Regions from separate parts of the Manis pentadactyla genome. Here region 2 is linked to region 1. The links are chromatin contacts, called in public Hi-C maps. All regions are on one chromosome and are shown on one strand. The core of a region is the stretch at or near the end of the contact, and the rest is flanking DNA. Distances in the headings are between cores, read along the strand shown.

What was found. A called contact is a pair of places that touch in the nucleus more often than the background predicts.
Region 2: a Hi-C map of fibroblasts shows a contact between it and region 1, with 7 times the contacts expected there. The contact joins the promoter of CDO1 here to the promoter of TMED7 in region 1. A contact is called at or near these places in 3 of 3 Hi-C or Micro-C datasets (blood, fibroblasts and skin fibroblasts).

The regions. Positions count from the first base shown.
Region 1 is chr13:87,515,973-87,523,575 of mManPen7.hap1, forward strand. TMED7 (transmembrane p24 trafficking protein 7) reads right to left here and starts at 2,741. Exons shown (of 3, transcript XM_036894612.2): 1 at 2,314-2,741. The coding sequence starts at 2,505. LOC118917132 (a long non-coding RNA gene) reads left to right here and starts at 2,947. Exons shown (of 3, transcript XR_008993347.1): 1 at 2,947-7,603.
Region 2 is chr13:87,655,881-87,663,483 of mManPen7.hap1, forward strand. CDO1 (cysteine dioxygenase type 1) reads right to left here and starts at 5,001. Exons shown (of 5, transcript XM_036894593.2): 1 at 4,584-5,001. The coding sequence starts at 4,753.

The DNA.
Region 1 (7,603 bases), core at 1,491-3,990:
AAGAATATAAAACATCACAGCCAAAAGCCGTCTCACAGCAAAGATCAGGAGAGGTCAGGAGTGGGCTCCTCTGTCCTCTAAGGACTGTGGCCAGACTTACATTCTGTCTCAAATCAAGAACCACTTAAGTCTGTAAGGAACACCTTGGGCCCAACATAAGAGTCTTGGCTGGGTTTTTCTATTTCCTGGTCACACAGGCATATTCCTGCTACGTAACCACTCTCAAGAGCAGAGATTCTGAGGGTCTCACCCAAATCAGGTGCAAACCACAAATCTCACTGTCACCAATAAACAGTGTTGACAAAACTGGTACAAACCACTCTGAAAGCCTTCCCACCCAGTTATAAAGCAACAGTAGCCCTCAGTGTATTTCAGTGCCACCTCAGGCTCACTTCAGAAATTAAGTCTCACAAATATAACACATCTGCCTAGGATATCCTTTTCCCCTCTGCCTCCTCTAGACTCAGATCAAACATCAGCCCCTCAGCTGAATTTCCTGATGATCCCTCCCCTTTGGTCAGTACTGTATCTAAGTGTGTGCTTTCACTGTTGTATTTAATGTGAGATGACTGTGTTTGTGTAAGCTCTCTGAGATCAAGGTCAGTCTTATTTATCTTTGGGAGGTAGTATAACAAGGTAGTGACGAATTTATCCTGGAACTGCATGCTGATTCTGCTACTTGCTAAGTTTTGTGACCTTGGGTCTTAACCTATCTAAGTCTCAGTTTCTTCCTCAGGAAAAGAGAAATAACTTTATGTCCCAGTGAGTGGTCCTGAGAATTAAGTAATACACCTTAAGTACTAAGTATAGTGTCTATTGTGTAACCGATGGTAATTTTCAGCCCCTAAGAGAAGTAGTGGCAGTACTCTCAGCACAATTACAGTCTCTGCATATATAAGAATTCAATAAATGCCTGTTAAATTAAAATAAAAATCTGGCTGACACTTCATATTATAATTATTGCTATCGTTTTTGTGCCCTGGTCCTAATCCACAAAGTTCAGCAAGCATAAGGGTCATTTTATGCCCCCGGCTCTCATTCACTATAGCCAAATCATCACCCAGTCCTGAGAAAAAACCAGCCAAGTCTCTCTAATCCTTTCACTTTTCACCTTCCCCAGGCTGCCACTCTAGTCTAAGCCTGGACCACTACAACCTCATAATCAGTTTCCTACATCCACTCTGTAAGACTGTAATACTTTCTCTACCTGCCAAGTTAATATCCACACAGCTACCAATATCTGGATCATGTAACTTCACAGCTTACCACCCTCTGATGGCTTCCCATACTCCTAGGAAAAACTAAAATACTTAACACGGCCAGCAAGGCACTACATGGTCTGGCCCCTGCTGACCTCCCTTCCTCTGGCTCCTAATTCCCAACCACACTGGACCTTTCTATTCCTACTCTTACCACAGGGCCTTACAAAAGGTCCGCCCAGCGCTGCTCCGACCCTGGCCGCTCCATCCCAAGACCGCAGCGAAGGCCTCAATGGATCAGCGGGGACGCGCGGGTCAGGTCTATGGGGTCTTCAATTCCCAGTCACTGTTATTACAAGGACCCTTTTGCCCTTAAGCACTTACAACTCATCCTTTACAGTTCAGCTTAAAATCATTTCCTAAAGGAAGCCTTCACAGATTCCAAAGACCAGATCCTACATCTCCTATTTTCTGCTCTTAAAGCAGTTTTGATGAATGAGCACGTACTAATGAAGGGTAGGATGTTAACGAATCAGGAATGATGGTAGCCACCCTAGTTCTTCTGATCACGCCCGTATCACCAGCGCCAAACAATGGCTGCTTAAATATGTTAAATGTCTACCCACAAAAATAGGAACAGTAAAGATTGTTCTAACCAACTTAAGAAACTACATTCGGTTAAAGTTTCTCTTCTATATAATCTCAAACATAAGAGCCTCATTTATCACAGCAATTCTTTGCACACCACCTTCGTAGACGGCCATCCGGCCACAAATGGAGCTCCTCCAACGACAGGGACAGCATTAACCGAAGCGCTAAATCGTGGAAAGACTTAGATATTGGCAGCACTTTAAATCTGACCAAATCGGAGACGTGGATTAGAGGGCGGGGATTGACACTGGGCACGGTGGAACCGGAATAACTTTTAAACAAGGTGTCTGTTAAAGAAGGAAGTTCAACAGGCCTCAACGTAAACGGCATTAGAATGGAAAGAAAAGTCCCGGCTACAGGAAGCATTCCTGGAATTCACGCCTCATCCGGTCTTACGCGTCTCTCGCCCAAGGTCTAGAAGCGGACAAGCCGGGCCGGAGCGGGAGCCCCCGCAGCGCGGTACCTGGAACTCGAGGGTACACTTGGTGCCGTGCGTGATGTCCTCGTAGAAGCACTGCTTGGCGTTGTCGGGCAGCTCGAAGGTGATCTCGGAGGCGCCGCCGGGCCGCGGCGCCACCAGCAGCAGCGCGAGCAGCCCGCAGCCCCATTGGCACGCGGCGGCCGCCCAGCGCTGCGCGGACCCCGGCCGCCCCATCCCCGGACAGCTGCGGCGGCCTCGACGGAGCTCGGGACACGCGGAGCACGTCTGCGCGGACTCGGAGCGGCAGGCCTCAGCCCAGGCCGCCCGCAAAGACGCACGGCAGGGTCGCTCGGAGCCTCGGAGAGATTCGCGACGAGGGGTGGGTCACGGGGCGCGGGTGAGGGGCGCCAGGACACCCGGCTGGGGCCGCGGACGACCCAGGAAGCAGACACACAGCCGGCAGCAAACCGGCAACAAACAACCGGAAAAGGCCTGGCCTGGCCGGAAGTGGGGGCGACGTGTTGGGCAGAGGGGCGGGGCCTGAGTGCCCTGCTCCAGCGACCCGGATGTGCTCTCCCCGGGCCGGGGGCAGAGGCGTTGGAGTGTGTACGTGGAAGCTTGCGAGGCGGCCTGCCAGCACGACCGCTCTCTCCGAGGGGCGGGGCCAGGAGAAGGGGTGTGGCCAGGCTCTGCCTCTGGATGCCCGCGATCGGACCTCGCAGCCCGTGAGAGTCAACTGAGCAGGCTTGGTTCCCGGGAGGGCTGATCGCCGGGGAGGCTTAGAGGGGGTAACGAAGAACTCATTTTGCTCTGGACGGGGCAAAACACCGGTGGTAGAGCGTTGTGCAGTTCGCAGAGAGGTTTGTCATAAATAATAAATATTTGGGGGAAGCGGCTCAGCTAGGAGCGCCAATTCGGGCACCACCAGACTGCCCGAGTTTTAATCCCTGCTGTGCTACATACTGGCTGTGTGACCTTGAAGCTTAACCTCTCTGCTTTAGTCTGAATCTGTAAAATGATGACCATTTTGGAAAAACTACCTAGAAGAGTGATTATCATACAATAAACACTAAATAAGCTTTTGTTATATATAAATAAACATCTAGTGAGCACTCTTATCAGGCACTGTACTAAGCACATTACATATATTTTGTTGATTCTTAAAACAAACCTATAATGTAGGTATTGCGCTTATTTTAATGAGAAAATTGAGGATCCAAGAACTTAAGTTGCCTGTGATCACATCACTGGTTTATCGTGGAGTGTTTAAAAAATAACAGGCATTGATTTATTAAATTATGCGTTTTCTTCTGCATGTAAACACGAATTAGGCATTCCTATAAATGACCCTGCCGAGGCTCGTGTTTTTTAACATGATCAATAGAGTGTGGTAGTATTATGAGAAGGAAATAGAAACCAGTGTGTAGGAGCCAGGCGGGGTTGGGGGGCTGGGATGGTGATGAACAGGGAGGTTCAGGACCCCTAGCATCCTGGGGTGCCCAAAGCCTCCGAAGTGGGGGAATGAGCTCTAGGAGATGAGATATGGGGAAGAATGCACCTTCTTGAGAACTGGGCCCCAAACAGAAGAATTGTGTTCATGAGTGGAAAGAAAAATGTATTTCAAAGTAGAAAATGTGGACTCTCTATTTTCTAACTCTTGACTTGTAGCAAGTAACATTTTTCTTCTACACCTAAGTTTCCTCATACGTAAAATGGCAATACAGACAAAGTGTGAATGAGTAAGACTAAAACCACTGGGCAGTACATTACACACCCCCAGATAGGCAAAATTTAAAAAATGCAACAGTACTAGATATTGGTAAACATATAGAGCAACAAGATCCCTCACTCCTAGTGGAAATGTAAATTGATACAATCACTTGGGAAAACAGTGTTGCATTATCTAAAAAGTAGTAAAATACCTATATCTATGCCTAGAAATTCCATTTTGCCTGTATTTTAAAGTGTATGCTTTAATGCATTGTTTCTTAAACTGCTCCAAAGACTCCCGGGAGCCTTTCAGACCCTTTCAGAGGGTCTGAGATTATTGTGTGAGGCTGGATTTTCATCATGTATCTCAACCAAAACAACTAAAGGATTGAAAGTAAAAGCAGATGAACACCCAACTTCTTATGAGTCTAGATATTAGATTTACAAAAATGTAAAGCATTGCCACTCATCTCAAAATTTTAATTTGAAAAGTATAGCTGTATTTCATTTAGAGATGTGTTATTTTTGTTAACATGTATTGGATGAATTTTGCCCCCGCCCCCCAAAAAACATATTTCAATTATAGTACTAACTCCCAGTCCTTGTGGAACTTGTTGTCTTTATAAGAGAAAGAAGAGAGAGATTTGAGGCACAAACACAGACTCACAGGGAGAAAGCCATGTGAAGACAAAGCAGAAATGGAGAGATGTGTCTGCAAGCTAAGGAATTCCACGGACTGCCCACAGTTACCAGTGGCTATAGGAGAAAGGTACCTAGTGGATTCTCTGGTAGAGCAACTGGAAGGAACCAACCCTGGCAACACTTTAATTTCAGACTTCTGGTCTCCGCAACTGTTGTTTTAAGCTACCACATTTGTGACTAATTTGTTACAGCAACCTCAGGAAACAAATACAACAGGTAGTGGGTTTATTGTTATTTTACATGAGTTACTCAATGAATCTTTTTATGCATCTCGGGTCTCAATTGAAATTTTTATTAAAATTTTTTATTTATTAATTTATTTACATTTGTTTCCTGACTTTTAAGATTCTGGGATCAAAACTTGGTGAACCACTGCTTTAGAGAAACTCCCACAGACGTATATCAGGATACATATATAAGAATGCTTAAAGCCAAATCCTAACAATAAGTCCCGTGTTGGAAATATCCCAAATATCCATAAATTTTGTTATATTTATAAAAATGGGACAACATAGCGATGAAAATGAAAGATTTTAGCTGCACAGGACAATGTGGGAATCTTACAAACATAATGCAAAATAAGCTAGGCAAAAAATTCATACCCAACAGACAGGATGACAGAAAGCAAAACTAAACGGTACTGTTTTGCCTAATATCTAGTGAAACCATGCAAAGAAGCAAGGGAATCATGATTTCAAAAGTCAGGATGGTGGGGAAGGCTGAGGTAATAAGAGAAACATGGTGTGGGGGTTACTTCAGTACTAATTCAGCACAGCAGTGCTCTTTTCCTGACCTAGGGCATGGTTACACGTATTTCCACTTTGCAATTACCTGTTAAACTTATATATCTTTTATATACTTTATGTATATTTCACAGTAAAAGAAGGACAAATCACTATGTAAAAGTTGGGGTGGGGGGTGAGGGAAGAATTGTGTTCATTTTTGCGATCACTCTACCACACTGAATAAAAACGAAAGTGAATAAAACTAGATTGTTGTCCTTGCAGGATTCACAATCCAAAAAATAGACATTTAGTTCTGCTTCAGATTTTTAGTTGTTTTTTTCTCTTTGCCCAGAATTACTAAGAAGAACCAGAGTCAACATGTGAAAAAGCTTTATAAAGTACACAAATAGATATAATCTTTATGTCAGGTATGCATTTGTACTAGAGACTACAAAATATCACAAGAGAAGAATAAACCATGATTTGTTCAGTTTATACTGAACACAGCAATGGAAATTTTGACCCAAACTGTCTTTGAAGCTAGATGATCTCATACCCCTTCCTGACGTAGACAGTGTAGTGAGGTGTAGGATTGAGAAAATACCAAAAATTGCTTGAGAGAGGAGAGACTTTTTGTGTAATTCTCCTTCAAAAAGCTACTATTAAAAAAAAATTTTTTTTCTTATTACTCTTATAGGGTCTCTTATTTTGATATGTTAGAATATTACATCAAATAAGTAATCAGGTTAGAACCAACATAAATATACAGAGTAGTTTCATAAGACAAAGTTTGGGAGAGGGGCAGGGAAGCTGCTGTGATCCTCGCGTGAGCATCAGATGCAGATCAGGGAAGCCCTGGGGTTAATGAAGCACTTGCCCATGCAGAGAGGAAGGTGACAGTTTAGGCAGTACCCTGACACAAGGTTGTAGGGACCAGAAATGCCACATTGTCCCTATTTTACCTACAACCTGCATTGTTATCTGAATCTGAGATATCCCCCAAAACCTGTTGGAGAGCAATTTAGGCACTAGAGTTAGCCCCTGTTCTAGTATTTTTAGAGATAATCTAGGTGCTAGTATTTTACATGGGACAAATAACCATGCATTCCATATCCATACAAAAAATCCAAGCAGTTTTCCTAAATATCATTAATAACACTGTTCGACTTCTGTAACAATCCAGTAAGTATTCCACATGATTTAAGCACATGAAAAAGTAATTGTCCAATTATTTAACACCTAATCAATGGTAAGTTTGTATGAGGCCCTGAAGGAGATTATACAGTATGAGATGTGAATCATGTTTTCCTCCTACACTGCAATGAATATGCACTGTAATGTAAATAAACAAGGGCATACTATATTAAAGATACATAGTAATACAGGAAACTAAAATGTGATCCAAAAGATGGCAGTGAACAAATAGGTACTTCCAATCCCCTAAGTGAGGTTTAATGGTGGTCAGGAATGGGGACTGTCGTCTTGGTAGAGTTTGGTAGTGGGCGGAGTTTGAGACAGTGAGCTAGTAAAGATGTTAAGTGAGACAGTACATGCTGGAAGTTTGTCCAGGTCAGAGAATAGGTGGACGGTCTTCTCAGCTCTGCCATCCAGGCTCACTCAATGGCTGAGAAGCCTCACCTGAAGCAACAGGACAATAACCAAAATATCCAATAAAATAGCTCCTCAAAATGGTTAGCATTCCCTTATCTTACAGTTATACACCCCCTAATCATAAGAGTGTGTATGGAAATGCATTTTGAATGTGATAGTCCTGCTCATATAGTCATTTGCAACACCAGTCATTTCCTGTGCATGATCTAAAATATCTCTTCAACACTTGGCATTGAGTATTCAGAATTGCTCTTCTTCCTCTTCCTCTTCTGACCAATAGTAAGCATTAAGTTGAAAAAGTTTGTCTATTTCTTCAACATTTTCCCTATGTAACTCTAGCCGATATATATGTGAGTGTATGTATACATACACATAACTATAATCTTAGTAACATCTGTGATTTTTTGCTTTGAGGTGGTACTTTCCCCAGAACACTCGTAGTCAGCAGCTAATTGGCAGAATTTCCAGAAGACTTTTTAATCTAATGTCTTAGTCCATTGGGCTGCTATAACAAACACCACAGATTGAGTGGCTTATAAACCACAGAAATTAATTTCTCACAGTTCTGGAGGCTGGGAAGTCCA
Region 2 (7,603 bases), core at 3,751-6,250, 140 kb after region 1:
TCTCAAGGATGTAAATATGTACTAGTGATGCTTTGCATGTATTCTTATTTTATAGAAGCATTCCCATGTCCTCAGCCATCAGTAAAATGCTTTCAGAAAGGATTTTTCCAGCTTGGGGAATTCCTCATGAGCTCCACAGCTACTGGGGAACCCATGAAGGCAAATTTTACAATAGACACGTGAGATTTGGCTGATATTACATTTCCATTGGACTTATTCTCATTCCTCTGGCCTTACAGAATGGACACGTGAGGTGAACAAAACTCAATTGGCAAAGCTCATTGCATCTTTTCATCTATCCAGAACTAGAGTCCTTCCTTTAGTACTGCTTAACCTAAGGTCTATCCCCTTTGTCACACATAGATTGTCTTTCTTTGAAATCACTACTGGAAGACCTATGAGATCAGGCTAAGAATGTATGAACCCTTTCTATTAAAAGGAGACCTCCTGACCTATTATAAATAACTTATAAGAGTCCTTGGAAAGAATTCAAAGCTCATAGAGCAATCTTTGCACAGTGTACTGTTGGGAAACAAAGATCTTCAACATCATAATCTCTGACCTGGAAAGTGTTTACTGGCAATGTCACCTCTACAAAGATTCCCTTCAATCTTGTTGGAAAGGGTCATATTGGGTATTGTAATCAATCCTCATGCTGCTAAACTTAAAGGCATTGACCTGTGGATTCACAGTTCTCGTTTTAAAAAGGTACCCTCATCTAACTGGACCCCCCAATCTACTGAAGATCTCCAGACCACCTCAGGACCAACAACAACCTGGACAAGAAGCAAACAACAAGTAAAGTAGACAGCTTTCCCAACGGCTGGGACCAGTCCTGTATAACCTCAGAACAGACTTTTACTAATGCCCAGCGGTCATGGAATATTTACAATAATCCTCCCAGTAATAAGCATTTTTGCACTCTTCTTAGTCCTATTTGTACTCAGTGATTTTAACTACTTGGGTTTGTTTAATTGGCTTCAAACATGAAACTTTCTGATTCTACTTAGCCCAAATTAGAGGGACTAGATGGCATGGAAACCCTGTGATTCAAATATACCAAGCCATACATAGCAAGCTCTGGAAAGCCTTTCTGACTGCTAGGTATGTCATCATCAGCCCACTGCTGGTCATGGAAAATCAGGAGACCCTTTGGTCACAGACATTTATAATTACACCTTAGTCAAATTTTACTGTCAACCAGACTGCTTCTTTTGATCTCCCCTATCAAGTCAAAGTAGTTTTGCCTCCCAGAAAAGGAAATCCTTACTTTAGGCTTTACTCCTCCCAAAACATAGAAAGCAGGAATTCCAATAATTTAATAACGTGTCAAGAACTTTTAGGCTTCCTACAATTGGGTCTTATGGACATGCCACGGCATAAATAGCAGAGGCTCTTCAGTAGACCCTTCTAGCTGTAGAACCGTCCCCTCATCTATGTAGAAGATTCTTTCAGCTAAACTAAGCTTGCTAAATCTCTAAAGGAAATTCCATCTTCTAAAACTTTTGGTTGATTAAGTTTCAGATTCCCAGGTATATTTAGCTGGCTCCTGACCAGATTTGAGACCACTGAGATCTGGCTACAAATGATCTTACTTACCATTCTTCTAATTTGTTCGATATTCATTATTCTGAAACTGTTAATGCTTTGTATCAGTATCTTAAGTTCTCTGTCAGAATTCAGATAATAGCTGTTCAAAGACTAGAGATGATCAATCAAGCTTTCCTTCATGAAGGTTAACTCACTTAGATTGTGATACAGATTGAAGACAACTCGAGTAAGGTCAATGCCTAGGGACCACTTCCCTAGGACCTACTTGTTGCTCAGATGGGGCCATTACCCCTACAACTATGACTCCTATTCAAATAATACCTCTTTCCCTCTAATGTAGGACACGACATACCAGGAATGAATCTTCCTTGCTATGAGAGACCAAATATTCCTGACAACTCTGAGCTTAAATAGTTGACCATCAATACTTTCCAAGAAAAGATCTTGATCAGAAGGGGAATATGTGAACAGAAACATTTGAAATGGAGTCAGGAATGTCAAGGGGCCCCACAGTGGAGCTGGGAAGCCATTGGGGAAGTTGGTCTCATGCTCATCCACACCTAGACAGACTATGAACTTTTGGACTGTGCCAACCGCAAGCAGCTACAGCCCATTGCAGTCCTCAGAATGCTTATTTTGCTGAACTCCAGTCTAGCCACTAGTTTAGTAATATTTCCTATAATGACCAACATTAATTATGTGTGCGTCAATCATAAGTCTTTCAAAATAACTTATGCAAGCCTGTGGTTTTTGCCTTTATGAACTGCGTCTTTTTCCACCCGCCTCAAGAGCACATTTCAGATTCCTCCTGAATTCCTAAAGACCCCAAATTAACTTCTGCTTTGCTTTGCAGCCTGAGTTCTTTCTTGTTTAATACCCACATGCCCCTCTTCCTCTTCTCTCCTCCCCTGGGCTGGAGGCCAGGTGCTGGCAAGGCAGGGTCACTGACAATGTTAATTAGTGATTTGGGGATGTTAGACATCCTCATTTTGCAGCCCTTTATGACCTAGCAAAGAATTGCACACATGGCCTTCAGTTCCCAGCAACTCTGTTCTTGGACCAGGGTCCTCCTTGCCACCCACTAGTCATTGGGTCACCCCTCTTGTTTCTCTGGGGCTTCTTCCAGAGAATTTACTGTCTGGCCCACAGTGGAACATATTCTGTCTTGGCTCTTCTGTGTTGGCCTTCCTGAGGTCAGAAATCAGAATTCTTCACAGTGCCAGGATACCTATAGCATGCAAAAAATACTATCAAATGGATTTCTCCTCTCCAATCTCCCTCCCACCCTACTCCCACAACTGCCCACCTGGGACTGCACCCATTATCTGAATTAGCTGTGTCTCGGATACTTGTGGGATAGCTCAGTCCAACTGGTTGCACTTCAAGTGGTTTGGAGCTTTGTCAATCAAGACAAATTCAAGGCCCCTGGAAATGCCCTTTTCCTAAAGATTAAGAGCCCTTACAGCCTACCCTGGCTAATTATAATCACCTGGGCAATAAAATACACAGGTAGAAGAAACTAACATGGCCCCATGTGTCTATGGGAAATTTCGCAGTGGTTTAGTGTGTGGGTTCTGGAACGATACTGCTGATTTTAATCCTGGAGCCGCTACTTTATAGAAGTGCTACCTTATGCAGTTAATCCAATCTTTTTATTGCCTACCATTCCTCATCTGTAAAACAGTGATAAAAATGGTACCTTATCTCATACAGATGCTAAGTTAACACATGTGTAAAGTGTCTGGAGAGTACCTGGCCCATAACAAGCTCTCAATTACTCGGAGCTATGGCAAAATGAAAAACTATTCTCCGGTAGCACTGACAGCTACAGAAGGATAGGTATCAAAGGAATTTTCTATAGCCACTTGGAAGTGGAAAATGGAAAATGGGATCCTAATTAGACTTCCCCTTTTTATTTCAGAACCTAAAATATGGTTGAAACAAAAATACGCCCTGTCGACAAAACTTTACCAAAAACACTAGATACCTTTGGGTGACTAACAAACCGCTCCAAAGGAAAACCTCGTCTTTCCTTACTCTTCTCTTTCAACTATCCCTCCTCTCCCAATTCTCAAGCCACTGAAGCCATCAAGATCGAAGCGCTGACTGCGCTTTGGAAAAGTGTCGTCCTTCAGCGTAATCTAAGTTTTACTTCTGGCCCCCCAGAGGATTGGTAGATTCTTTTTCACTTAATCACCAAGCCAGGGGCTGCAGAGACCCAGCTTACCAGGGCATCTGTAACTCAAGCACATGTGGGAAGCGGCGGGCTTCAATTTACATTCCAGAGCCTCAGAACTGAGGATGAGAGAAAGCACACCGAGTAGGGGCTGAAGGGGAAGCAGTGGCTTAATTCGCAAACCAGAGTGAGTTTAAATAAACCCACAGTCCGGGAAGTTAGATTGGTTTGGGAGAGGGCGCAGCATCCTTTGAAATACAGCAGCTGACAACCCCAAAACGCTATTTTGCATTAGTAAAAATGCCTGATGGCAAGCTTGCAGGTGACCGAGGGCGAAGTGATGGAGAATTGGGGTCGGAGAACTGTGTCCTCCACCGTCGCCCCTTTCTCGGGATGGCTGATGTGGTTCTCCTCTGGGTTCACCCTCCATTGTGCAGCCAGTCCGTTCCTCAGCGCACCGGCGGCCACGGGGGTCTCCCGGCACCTCCGCGTCCCAGGCGAGCGACCGCTCCAGAGAGGAGGGCATTGCTCTAGAGACCCGGGGACCGGCTGGATGGGCGGCTTGGAAGAGAGCGGTTGACCAGCGAAAAGAGAACACAAAACTTTGCCGCGGCGCGGTGGCCACCCGCCGGGAGCCTGCCGCAGTCTCAGGCCAGCGTTTCCCACCTTTGGGCGACCGAGCGCAGCGCTGGGGTCGGGAAAACCTCGGTGGCTGCGCGAGGGCGGCGCGGCGGGCGTGCTCTCCCCGGGCCCGACTCCCACCCCGCACGCCCCCTCCCTTCCGATTCCGAGGCGGCGCGGCTGGGCTTGAGGCCCGCGCCCGACATCCAGGCGCGCAGGGCTGGCGCGCGCTCACCTGTACTGGTCGAACTTGGCGTACATTCCCCACTCGGCGGGATCGCTCTCGTAGGCTTCTAGCACGGCCTGCACCTCCTCCACGTTGACCTCCTCGCCGGCGAAGAGCTGGTGCAGGATGCGGATCAGATCGGCCAGGGTGCGCGGCTTCAGCACCTCGGTCTGCTCCATCCCCGCGGGAGCTGGCTGCGCGCGCGTCTCTGCTGGGCGGTGGCGGCGGAGCCGAGCGGGCCGAGGCCGAGGGACCCCAGCAGCTAGCTAGACAGCTACACACACACACACACTCGCCCCTAACTCGAGTGCCACAGCGGAAGGAAACCCGCACGAAGAGATCAAGGCGGGTGTGGGGGCACGCGGTGCGCGTAAATCGGAACCAAACAAAACTGCGGGTCCAGCCTCCCCTGCCTTTTTAAAGCTCTAGGAGTCAGCGGGAATGTACCAACGGCGCTGGAGGGTGGGAAGAGGCGGGGAGCTACCGCGGAGAAGACGCGGAGGCCCCGGGGCGGGGCGGGCGGGGAGCCGTGCACGTGGTCTCGGCCCCCCCAGCCCTGCTCCAGGGCGAGCGCCCGGCTGTCCCGCGGGCCTGCGCCCGCCGTGGGCTTGGAGCATCCTCTCCCCCACCTGGCGGGGCGCGTTCGGCCGCCCAGCCCAGGCACTCCGCGCGCTCCCGCACCCCCGCTCCCGTCGCTCCGGGAAGGCTCCCTTCTGCCGAGGTTCGCGACGCTGGGATGTGGACTGAGGGGTTCAGGAGAAGGCCCGGGGACGGCTGAGGAAGGAAGGGGAAGGAAAGGGGCCCCTCCTTCCAAGTAGCGCTGAGGAACTACTCCCCAGGTGGAGAGCTGCTGTTTTGTCGATTGAAACACTTGGTAACATGCTTGCTCCAGGCTAGATGAAAATAAGTCCGTCTTCCTTCTAAATGGACTGTACTGAAAGTACATTTTGACAAAGGAGACTCGGGTCTCGAGCAAGATTAGTGAAACGATGGAAGGCCAGGTATCCCTCTTTGATTTTCAAATCAAACATTTCCTTAAAAAATAAGATTCAGTGCAAAGCCCTGATGTTCAATCAGTGGTGAGAAGAAATGCTAGTTTTTTGGCTCCTAATGCAGCGATTTAAAGGGTAGTATATTAGGCTATTTAAGCCCTTTAATTCAAGGTGTGTGATTTTTGGAGCCTACCCGTAATACATATCAGGAAACATTTCTATGCTGTGCATAGCACTTAGCACGTTTTGAGAACACCACAAATTAAGTATGAACAAAAATAAAAATGTGAGGGACAAAAGAACTAAATGCAAGTATAGATTCTTTTCATAAATGGACCCAGGGATTAATTTGGATTCAAGGTTATTGAAGGTTTAGACCTGGAAGTCCAGTTTGTTTTTTCTAGATTTTGCTTCAACATGTGTATGTATAAAATATATATATTTAAATTTACTTGTGCTACCTTAAGTCTTAAACATCCCTGGCTAAACTGATTAAACAATATAAGTATTCTAACAACGTTGTTAGTCAAACTGGCACCTCAATCACCCAATGTTCAAAAAGGGCTATTGGTAGAAAGCACCCCTGAAGCCACCCTTTGGTAGAGAGAATGTTGAGTGAAATAGTTTGGGTCACAGTAATTCATCCACTTTTCATTGTTTATGCACAATTATTATTTTTTTAAAAATTTTTATTAAGGTATTATTAATATACACTCTTATGAAGGTTTCACATGAAAAAACGATATGGTTAGTACATTCACCCATATTATCAAGTCCCCACCCATACACCATTGCAGTCACTGTCCATCAGTATAGTAAGATGCCACAGATTCACTCACTGTTTGCCTTCTCTGTAGGCACAATTATTTTTATTCTCATCAGTGCCTTCTGTTGAGTCTCAATTACTGCATTTCAGCTATTCTAATCCATGAGTGTTTGAAATGAACAATGAACAACAAAAGTCAAGTACAGGCTTAATTTCTCTGCATTTCATAGTGGATTGTGTGCCTCTCGGTTTTTTGGACAGACTTTTTCCTATTTTCTCTGGCTCTTCTTGACTCTCAAACACCTCAAGAATCTTTCCTAATATAACAATATTCACAAATTCACGTTCATTGCCTCTAAACAGTCCCTTGAAGTCACAATTGCATTGGTCACTTCTCCCTGGATGCCTCTTACATTACCCTAATTTTTCCACTGAGATCAGTCTCAACATCTCTTGACACCTAACGCGCAACATATTTGAAATGCCTTGTAAGCCTGCTTTTCAAGTGCTGGAGGCTGTTTCTGCAATGAGGCAAACCAGGCTCACCCACCTCACCCATCACTGCCTACTTTTTCCTTATTTCATTTTCAAGCCCTTTCAACCAACTGTTAAATTTTCTATTTCCACAATATTTTATAGTTTTATGAAATTAAAAGAGGCTTGCTTTCAAGCTTTATCCTATTTTGACTGGATTGCTGCCCTGGCCTCCTAAATGGATTCCTTGGTTCCAGCTTTTCCCCATGTGAGTCCTTTACTCACAGCCACTAGATTAATTATCCTAACGCATAGATGGATGATGTAATTTGCTGGTTGGAAAATTTTCAGTTAACTCATACTTCCTACATACCAGGTATGTCAGTATGACATTTAAAATTCCTCATATTTTGACTCTAAATTACTTTTTTCAAATATATCCTGTCAAATTGTTATTTCTCATGCTTACCAAATCCATTCTTTTGCTTAAGCTTTTCCTTCCACCCAGATTCTGGGCCTTTTCAGTATGTCCACATCTTAAAGTCTTAGCTCAGAAGCCTTCCTCTCAAAAAAACAGTATCTCCTCCTGAACACTGGGCCAATATCACGCTTTCCTATGGCCCTTACTAGGAAACATGTATTGCAGTTACTCATGTGGGTCATCTTGACAGTGAGAACCTTTAGGACAGACTCCACTTACATTTTATTTTTATATTCTCCTCAATGCCTAGCACACAGTGCCTTGTGTATGCATAAATGAAGGTAGAAAAAGCATATTAGTAATTGGCTAGAGTAAT